Linked DNA regions of Oryzias latipes: region 2 is linked to region 1. Evidence: chromatin contacts called from public Hi-C data. All regions are on one chromosome and are shown on one strand. Each heading gives the region's core, a stretch centred on a gene start, on an enhancer-like site or on the middle of the called end of the contact. The rest is flanking DNA. Distances are from core to core; before and after follow the strand shown.

What was found. A called contact is a pair of places that touch in the nucleus more often than the background predicts.
Region 2: a contact with region 1 is called in a Hi-C map of embryo, with 1.8 times the contacts expected there. The contact joins the enhancer-like site here to the promoter of chd7 in region 1. A contact is called at or near these places in 4 of 5 Hi-C or Micro-C datasets (embryo, fibroblasts and gastrula embryo).

The regions. Positions count from the first base shown.
Region 1 is chr17:20,965,556-20,969,897 of ASM223467v1, forward strand. chd7 (chromodomain-helicase-DNA-binding protein 7) reads left to right here and starts at 2,487. Exons shown (of 41, transcript XM_023965274.1): 1 at 2,487-2,816.
Region 2 is chr17:21,014,339-21,018,680 of ASM223467v1, forward strand. It overlaps chd7 (chromodomain-helicase-DNA-binding protein 7), which reads left to right. Exons shown (of 41, transcript XM_023965274.1): 5 at 2,472-2,616; 6 at 3,746-3,877; 7 at 4,172-4,237. Among protein-coding and RNA genes, the nearest start is that of chd7, 48 kb to the left of the region's middle. Within about 2 kb of position 2,368, at least 6 of the 8 cell types and tissues checked have an H3K27ac peak or open chromatin away from gene starts, as enhancers often do. A contact at or near this core is called in gastrula embryo, where this site is marked.

The DNA of each region.
Region 1 (4,342 bases), core at 1,237-3,736:
CTGCTCAAAGCCTTCTGGGGAGCAGCTGGCACAATGGGTGCACTTTTTTTTTTTTTTAGTTTTGATTTAGACTACAGTTAAAAACAAACATTGCAGCATGGCGTCTAACTTTCAAAATATGCGTTCGTGTTAGGAAGTTGTTGTGAAATGTGTGGTGCTTTGCAGAAAGGAGGAAGTCAGCAAGCAGACAAAAAGATCTGAGAGTTAGGACAGAGAGCACAGCTCCATGAGGGAGACAAAATGTGTGTGTGTGTGCGCGTGCGCACATGCATTTCTCTCCCGAGGCCAGATTGTTTTGATAAGCAAATTACAGATTGTGTCAGGGACATCCGCGTTATTGCAGGTTACTCACGTTCCTGCAGCGTGCATCATTACTTCATTGGTTCAGGGCAGAGAAAAGAAACAGAAAATTCAAAACCATATATTCTGGGGCTGCTTTACCATGTCGCTATGGACACTGTAAAGTTCTCACACATCTACTATTCTGCTTAGTTTGAAATAAAACTTAGAGTGAAAACAAATCCACTTTATTCTCACCCTGTGTTTAAACATGTCAACAATACTCTTTGACTTCAACGATAAGAAGCATATGAACTGCATAAGAATCCAGGATTCAAAAACTTATGTTGGTGCAGAACATGGGATAGAAAATACAAAGTTTGTGTCCAATCTATCGTGGTTAATCAACGTTTGCAAGAACTGAACCTGCACCTGAGTCTAAGCAAATGCAAACACATCTGTAATTTTTACTGTTCTAAGAGAAGACCATCACAACCCCAAAATGTCGTTTTTTTAACATGTGGCTGACAAACACACGTGAAAGTTTGATTGAAGGTTATGTACTTTGATATGACTGGTTATCACCGTAACTAATCATCTGGTCTGAAGCATATAGCTGCATTTCTTGAAGCGAAGCCAGCAGGATTGATTGTAGAGGTTTGGCACTGCACATGTACAAGTATTTTATTCAATCAGATTACACAGTTGATAGGAAATATTCTATTTTATCAATGCTTTCCTTCTGTGAAAATGTACAGAACACAAGTCCTAAAACTCTACATTCAATGCTCAATTTCTTCAAATATGTGCCTTTATGTTTGCTACTTAGAAATATGCACACTCTAGATGTGTTTGTGGGAAATGGGAATATTTATACAAACGTGATGTGTTCTTTTAAACCCTCGACCTCTGAATTGATTTGCATTGACAGGGGTCAAGGGATTCAAAATTATATTTCTTCAAGATCAACCGTTTATAGTAGCTTTTAACAAAAATGTTAAATATAAACCAAAATGGCCTGTCCTTACTATACCGTCGCTCAAAAGCGCTTTAGAGTCACAGTCCCATTCCCCCATGCACACACACATTCGCACACTGTTGGTGCACCCTGGCGCCAACCTAAAACCACCAATGTGGGGTTAAGTGCCTTGCCCAAGGACATTTCGCCACGTGGGCAGGCAAAGCAGGAATCAGACCTGTGATCAACCGAACAGATGTTGACCGCTCTACCTCTGGTGTTAGCATTTGTCCCAAATTGAGATTGTGAGTTTAAAGATGTAACACTGTTTTTGTGTGTTTACCTTTATTTGCCAATTAGGTCTAAATTAGGTCTGTAGCAGAAGAGGGAAAAAAAAGCTATAATAATAGTGCCGCCACCGTGTTTAACAGAAAGATTTGAATCTAAAAGTCCATATAAACAAAAAAAACCTTTTATTTTTAGTTCAGAATGTTTGATGCTAGCTATCGGTTTGTTTTTTACACAATCAGTTCTGGTTAATTTATAAATATTGTTCAAATAGACAGAAAAAGCATAAAAGGTCTCATTAGCATCTGTAACAGAATTTATTATAGAAAACTGCTGCACTTCCTCCTAAAGTCAACATTTCCATTCATAAACAATGCAAATTTGAATAAATACTGGGAATTAAACCCTCTATTTGAACCATCTTCCTGCACATTTATGTAGCAAATGTGAAGAAAAAAAAACTATTTCCAGTTAAATTTGAATGTACTTTTCCTGTAAACAGAACATTTTTTCTGTTCCAATGGCTGTAAAAACACGAATCCAGAAATAAAAGTTTTACTAATAAAAAAATCATGAACCTAATTAATTCTGTTAAAATTGAGTAAGTATGTCCAATGATTGAGATATAAGCTTTCCGGTGTAAAAATTGCCATTACAAGTTTGCAGGACCTCCAAAAGGATAAATAAGAATACTTTTTTTAAATAAGGCAAAAACTAAAAATAGTCCGTACAAGTTTGTTGCCCCCCCCCCCCTCCCATATTTTTTTAATTTAAATACAAACAATTGAATTTTAATAAACATTTCAAAACAGGAGTCCACAGTCAAATCAAACTAACGCCTTTGTTTTTAATTTTCATATCCAAATGAGAGTCCAGAGAAAGCGTCACGCGGGCACGGCCGAGGTCAGTGACCGCGCACGCCGCTGTTTATCTGTACGAGAGGTCCTCGGGAGCGCGCCCCCCCTGGCCGAGGAAGGTGAGCGAGTGTCTGGAGGGGAGGACTCGGGAGCGCGACCAGCCGAGGGATCGATCGGATTAAACTCGATTTGAGTGAAATTAACACAAAGGAGAGAAGAGCAACACACACTAGTCGGCGAGGTCGCGGATGCAAGACACGCCGGAGAAATATTGAATGAAAATAACAGCAAACACGAACTTTTTCCCCCTGTTTATTTATATTTCAAACTGAAAAGGATCGCGGTGGATGGGGTTTTTTTCCGAGCAAGCGGAGATTCTACCCTGGTGACGAGGAGTTGATTTGATAAAATCCCGAACCGATCGAGCTTGTTGGGTAAGCAACCTAAAGCCAATTTTTTTCCTATTTTTTGGGGGGGTACAAATAACAATCTGGTTGGAATGGTTCTACAGTCTTCGTCGGTTATAAATAAAAACCTCCTATATTTTATCAATGAATAGTCAGTAAGTTTGTCATACTTTTTTGCTCGACAATCGGACTCTAAACCGCCGTGCGGGCTATGTGCTTTTTCCAGTCCGGAGGGCATTGGCTGAAGGGAGAACTCCATTCATCTCGGGATAAATCGTGCTAAAGATTTATCGTTTGATACTAAAGTCATTGAAGCTGCCATGCCGACATGCTAACAATAGCAAGTTTAGCTTTGCCAGCCGCTGCATCGCTCAGAGACGCACAACAGTCCTGGTAGATAGTTGAAAAGTGGAAAGGGAGAAAAAAATCCACGAAACGCCACGGTGAGCTCTCCGCCTGTGTAGCGTCCCTCCGTAACTACTTAGGCGGTTTTGTGGATTTGAAAACGGACTTAATTCAGTTTAAAAGTGTTAGCCCAGTTAGCTAATTGTGTTGAAGCTTCCAGGAGACACGAGGTGGCTCGAGCGTAGAGGTGAGTCACCGAGCGGAGCTCCGAGGGAGATTCCCAGCGGACAACACTTGGCTCATTTGCCCCTCATTTTTGATGGATTTATACCAAATGTTCGCAACTAAAGTTGAAAAAACAACGAAATGAGCGCGCGCAGTTGTGTTTTTTGTGAATTTTAATGGAGTCTGAGTGAAGTGTTTGTAGTAGTCGCTAGTTTTATTGGACGGAAGGGACAGGAGTGGAGGAGGGGGGAGGCTAGACGGTCATCCCATAAAACAGTGTTTTTCACGCTTTCTCAGTCAAGGTTTGCGTGAATTCACGTTTCTATTAAAGACAAATATAGATTTTTGCGACTTTGTCCTCCGTTTGGTTCGGGGTAAAGTGCTTTTCGGAAATAAAAACCGAGATGAGAGAACCGTTCCCCGGTCCGGAACGACGTGCGAAATACCGCTGATAGGCTAATTAGCCGTGCTAGCCGCTGGAGGTCGGCCCAGCGCGAGGACACAGAAGTTCAGCTAGCCTGCTAGCCAGCTCCCATCCTTATTGTGTCCGGCCAAACCACTTCAGAAACCCATCCTCTCTCATCCAGAGCTGCCTACTAACCTGCTGTCGGTGGATCGCTCGGTCGCTTGTTGTTTTGGCAATGGGATCAACTTTATGACTTTTTTTTGAGGAGTTAAAATATATATCTTTGTTAAAGTCGCCGTAAATGTTCTTTGTGCATCTTTTTTGGTGTTTGAAACCGATCGTTTTCGGTATTCTCAAGTGAAGTAGTCGGCTACACTTGTTACTCTGTGTGGACGGGAGGAAATAAGTAACAACACCTGCCGGGCGTCGCCGCGATTGGGACATTTTCTTTTTATTTGGTAGCAGAAACTTGCACGGTCTCATCGACATGGACTGTTGAGTGAGCGTCTCTCTGCCATCTTTCTCCATAATGCGTCCTGGAAGCAGTTAACTTGCATAATGATCAGCCGGCTGCGCG
Region 2 (4,342 bases), core at 1,118-3,617, 49 kb after region 1:
GAGTCGCAAACAGGTTTAGAATCGCTTTGTTTTTAATACATATCCGAAAATAAAGCTTCATAAAAGGCTCCACATATTTCATCTTCAAACTAGGCTCCGATAAAAGAAAAACTTTGGTGTTTTTTCCTCGTTAATCTAGGACTTTTTTCTCTTAAATAATTTAACAGTTTTGAAAGTTAAAAGTCGTAATTAAAATATATATATATTTTTTGTAAACTGGCCCTAAAACTTCGTCGTAACATGGAAACATCGACTGTATATTTCATTTGCAATACATGGAAGACACAAATAATGTTGGAAGAACAGTTTTGTTTATTTTGGAAAGCGCTACAATAAACACATCTTTATGTCTGGGTACATGAGATCATTCAGATATTCTCCCAGTAAGGGGAGGTTCACCATCCAGAGCAGGAGCTGCGTCTGAATGATGGATGCCTTCAGCGGTACTTCCATCTCTCAATGACCCAGTTTGACGAATGTCCAGTATAAGTCAGAGGAGAGAAAAAATTAAAATAATACAATAATAAGAGGAACTTATTGTCTTGACATTCATAAAAAAGGAAAAGATCACAAAGATTAGTAAGAGAATGATCAGATTTTTGGTTTGAACTCCACCAGCTGATTACATCATCAGCACGTCACGGGCCAGAGGTAGGCTCCTGATTGGATTCTTGGCCAAAGTTGAGATTTTCGATGTCGCGTGGGCGGGGCTTCAGAACTTAAGCCACACCACATTGTCGCACTGCTCGACAAGCGATTGCCACTGCGGCTGACACTCAAATCAGGCCGCATGACTTCTGATTGCATCTGTATATAGACTTAACGTTAAAACTGGATACAACTACTCCACAAATCACGTGCGACTAGGGCTGGGCGATATTGGATTTTTCATATCACGATATTGTTTTTTTCATATTGTGCGATAACGATATTAAAAACGATATCAAATAACTATATTTTTCAAAGTAATCTTTATTGCACACAGTTTTAAAAGACCACAAATAAATTCAAATGTTTGAACTCTCAAGTTTAACAGAAAAATAGACAAAAAATTGACACACAATTATGTTATGTCATTTTCGACTGTGTTTATTGGTAGCATGTCTTTGGCCAGACAGTAGGCTACAGCATTTGTGATGTCGCAATGTCTCTTCGATTTTTTGTCGTATGGCGTTACATTGGAAAATGCCGAATGTAAAGACTGCTGCTGCAGCGCAGGTCTTACCGTTGTTTTTGAAGTCTGGCATTGAGCATGCTCGAGGGGGTGGTGCTGCTTTAAGTGAGAAAAGGTTGGTGGTATTTCCACATTTATTAGGAACGTATCTTTGGCACAATTTGCAGTAGACGTACTTTGAATTTTATCCGACTTTAGATAACCGAAAAACGTCCACACGGCGGAACTTTTCGGGCCGGTCCGTTCTACAATGCCTCTTGAACCTTTATCTGCGCCCGCTTGGCTCGAGTTTGTTAACTTCTCTTCAGACGGAACATTCATTTTCTGCAAGTGTTAGGATTTGCAACGCATGCAGATACTAGCTTGCATCCTAGCTTGTAAATAACGTTCACTCTAACTAGACGTGGCGCAGTTTATTCAGTGATTGGGCTAGCCCTGTGATACTTAATTCTGATTGGACAAGAGGGCGGGTCTTCCGGGGGTTTCTCCCGTGTTCATTTAAAACGAAAGTTTATCGCAATAGACTAATTTCGCTATCGAAAAAAGGTAATATCGCAATAACGATAATTATCGTTTTATCGCCCAGCCCTACGTGCGACGTGAACGATGCTTTACGTGGAGAGGGGTCGCTGAAACCAAACATACCTGGGCTTTGTATGAACCCCTGGGTCCATCCGAATGGGTTGTTCGTGTTCCAGTGGGGTATGGAAGATCACCACCAGGCCTTCATCATGCACATTTGTGCTCTGTGCAAATGACATTAGAAGTACAGACAAGAGGAGGGATGCTGAGTGTCCTCTCACCTCTGTGGTGTGAATGCACACACACTCGCAGATGGAGCCAGCTCCTCTTTTTTTTTTTTTTTTTTCTTTTTCCATGCCAGAGATTAGAGAGAGCCTGAGGGCCTCCGAGCGCCTCCCCCCCTCCTCCCTGTGGGGCCTCTCTCTCTGTCTGTCTGTCTGCCTGTCTCCCTCCCTCTCTACCCATATCTGTCTCACTGGACAACCCCCTCCCCCTCTCTGGGCTTCTATCTCTCCATCTTGCTCCCTGTGCCTCCATGCAGTCTTTCATCATATTAACCCCCTGTGTGCCAGAGCCTGAGGCACACTAATGATTTCTAAATGGGTAAATCAAACATGGCAATTGCCGTGGGACAGTTGGCACACACACTCACACAAACACATGAGGCTAGGTGGGGTGTTGCAGAAGTAACTTAATAAACATTAGCACTGTGATGTGTTATTTTGACTTTTTTTTTTAAATCATTGGATCTAACTTTTCTCTCTTCTTTCTCCAGCAGTAAAAAGGTGGAGTCAGAGGGTGGGGCTAGTGCTGCTAAGAAGGATTCAAAGAGAAAGAGAGAGTTATCCGTCAGTGAAGAAGTGGAGGTGAAGTCCCCACCTCCCTCCCCTGCTGACGAAGAGGAGGACGATGGTGTACAGGTACAAGATGAGCAGAGTCTACATGTTTGCTTTTCAGCTCCCTCCTGAATAGATGAAGTTACAGGTAAACACTGTGATGGTTTTCCAAAGTGCAGAGGAAAGGACCATAAAATCATTGCAGATTCCTTTGCGTCACAGTTTGCAGGAACAGAGGGCACTGAGCCAGTTAATGTTTGTGTTGTAAGCCGGCCTTGTTGATAGAGCAAGCAGATAGGACCTGAGCCAAGTTCACCTTCTTTACAGTCAGCAACTTTTCAGCTGCTGCTCCTGTTATCCTTTTCCCCAAATAACATGCTGTGTACACTTAAACATTCAGAACTCTTTGATTTCACTTTCTACAAACCCAGAAAACCTTCGCATCAAACTTTTAAGTCTCACTCCGATCATCTTGTGATCTATTTTAAGTGTTTCCCAGTGGTCTTTTGATTATGATTATACCACTTTTAGCCAAAATCATAAAACCTGTGTCCTTTTTTTAGCACATAGCTTCTGCAAAGCGGCAGGAGTTAATTAGAAATATACCTCTGAGTTGCGGGCGTGACCGTTGGCACAAAGCAACCCCCCCCTTCCCATCACCCATAACTGAGAGCTCTGTGTTTATCCTGGTCCTGCTAACTTACAGGCCTTCATACCCCCAACCTAACATACCGGTGCAGCAAAAATGGCGAGCTATCCAGCCGTACAGTTTTGAGCCTGATGCAACATCAGTCGAGGAAAACAAAGACGTACATGGATCTATTTGTCTAGAAGAGGATGGAGCAGAGCAGGGAGCTTGTGGCGACTGCAGCACCTATGTCACAGCTACAGGCTTTTTGAAACTGCATTTGTTTTTAATCTGCTCCTGATTCACATTGATTTGAATAAAGAAATACTCAGAAATGCATATATGTCCTCAATCACCCCAAAACAAATGCTACAAGAACATGAAAAAAAAACACAAAACATTTTTTCTTGGAATTGTTCTTTAAATCGTAAATGCCAGTTTGGTAAAAACGATTGTTTGATTTAATAGCTGGATTTTGTTTGATGTTGATCAACTAAAAATTATTTAAATACATTTGTTATTCAAGAAAATTGGGAGTTTGGTTTTGAAAAGAAAATCCGTCATTTGTCACTTTTCTCTTTTCAGAAGCGTCGTTCAAGCCGCCAGGTGAAGAGGAAGAGGTACACCGAAGACTTGGAGTTTAGGATCTCTGAGGATGACGACAGTGGAGATGACTCGACAACACCGAAATCTCCCTCATCCTCGTCACAGCAGCAGGTGAAGCTTGGGTTCCTGATAATTGGTTTACCTTGGATTATTGGAGTGTTGTTGGAGTTGAATCATTGTCAAGTTGGCTGTTGTTTTTGTGTATACAGAAAGAATCTCACATGTGGTAAAGTTCTATCTTTTTACATAAACATGGATTTGACGTTAGTGTTTATAAAGATTTTTTTTAGCAATGTTGACGGTATAATCTTGAAAAAACCTTTTGCTTACAAAATTCCCCACAGCTTTAGGGAATTACATCCTCCTTCAGCTGGGCTCAGACTTAGTACTTTTGCTCTCTTTCAGGATGCGGGTGAGGTTGAGGGTCCCGTTGTGGAGAAGATAATGGGCATGCGCAGCTCTAAAAAGCAGGTAAGGCGCCATGAAGCAGGGCACCAAGAGATGCACGCATGGGCACTCTGGCTGGAATCACGGTTTACGTCATCTGATTAGCCGCTCCACAGCTGGCCTAAGCAG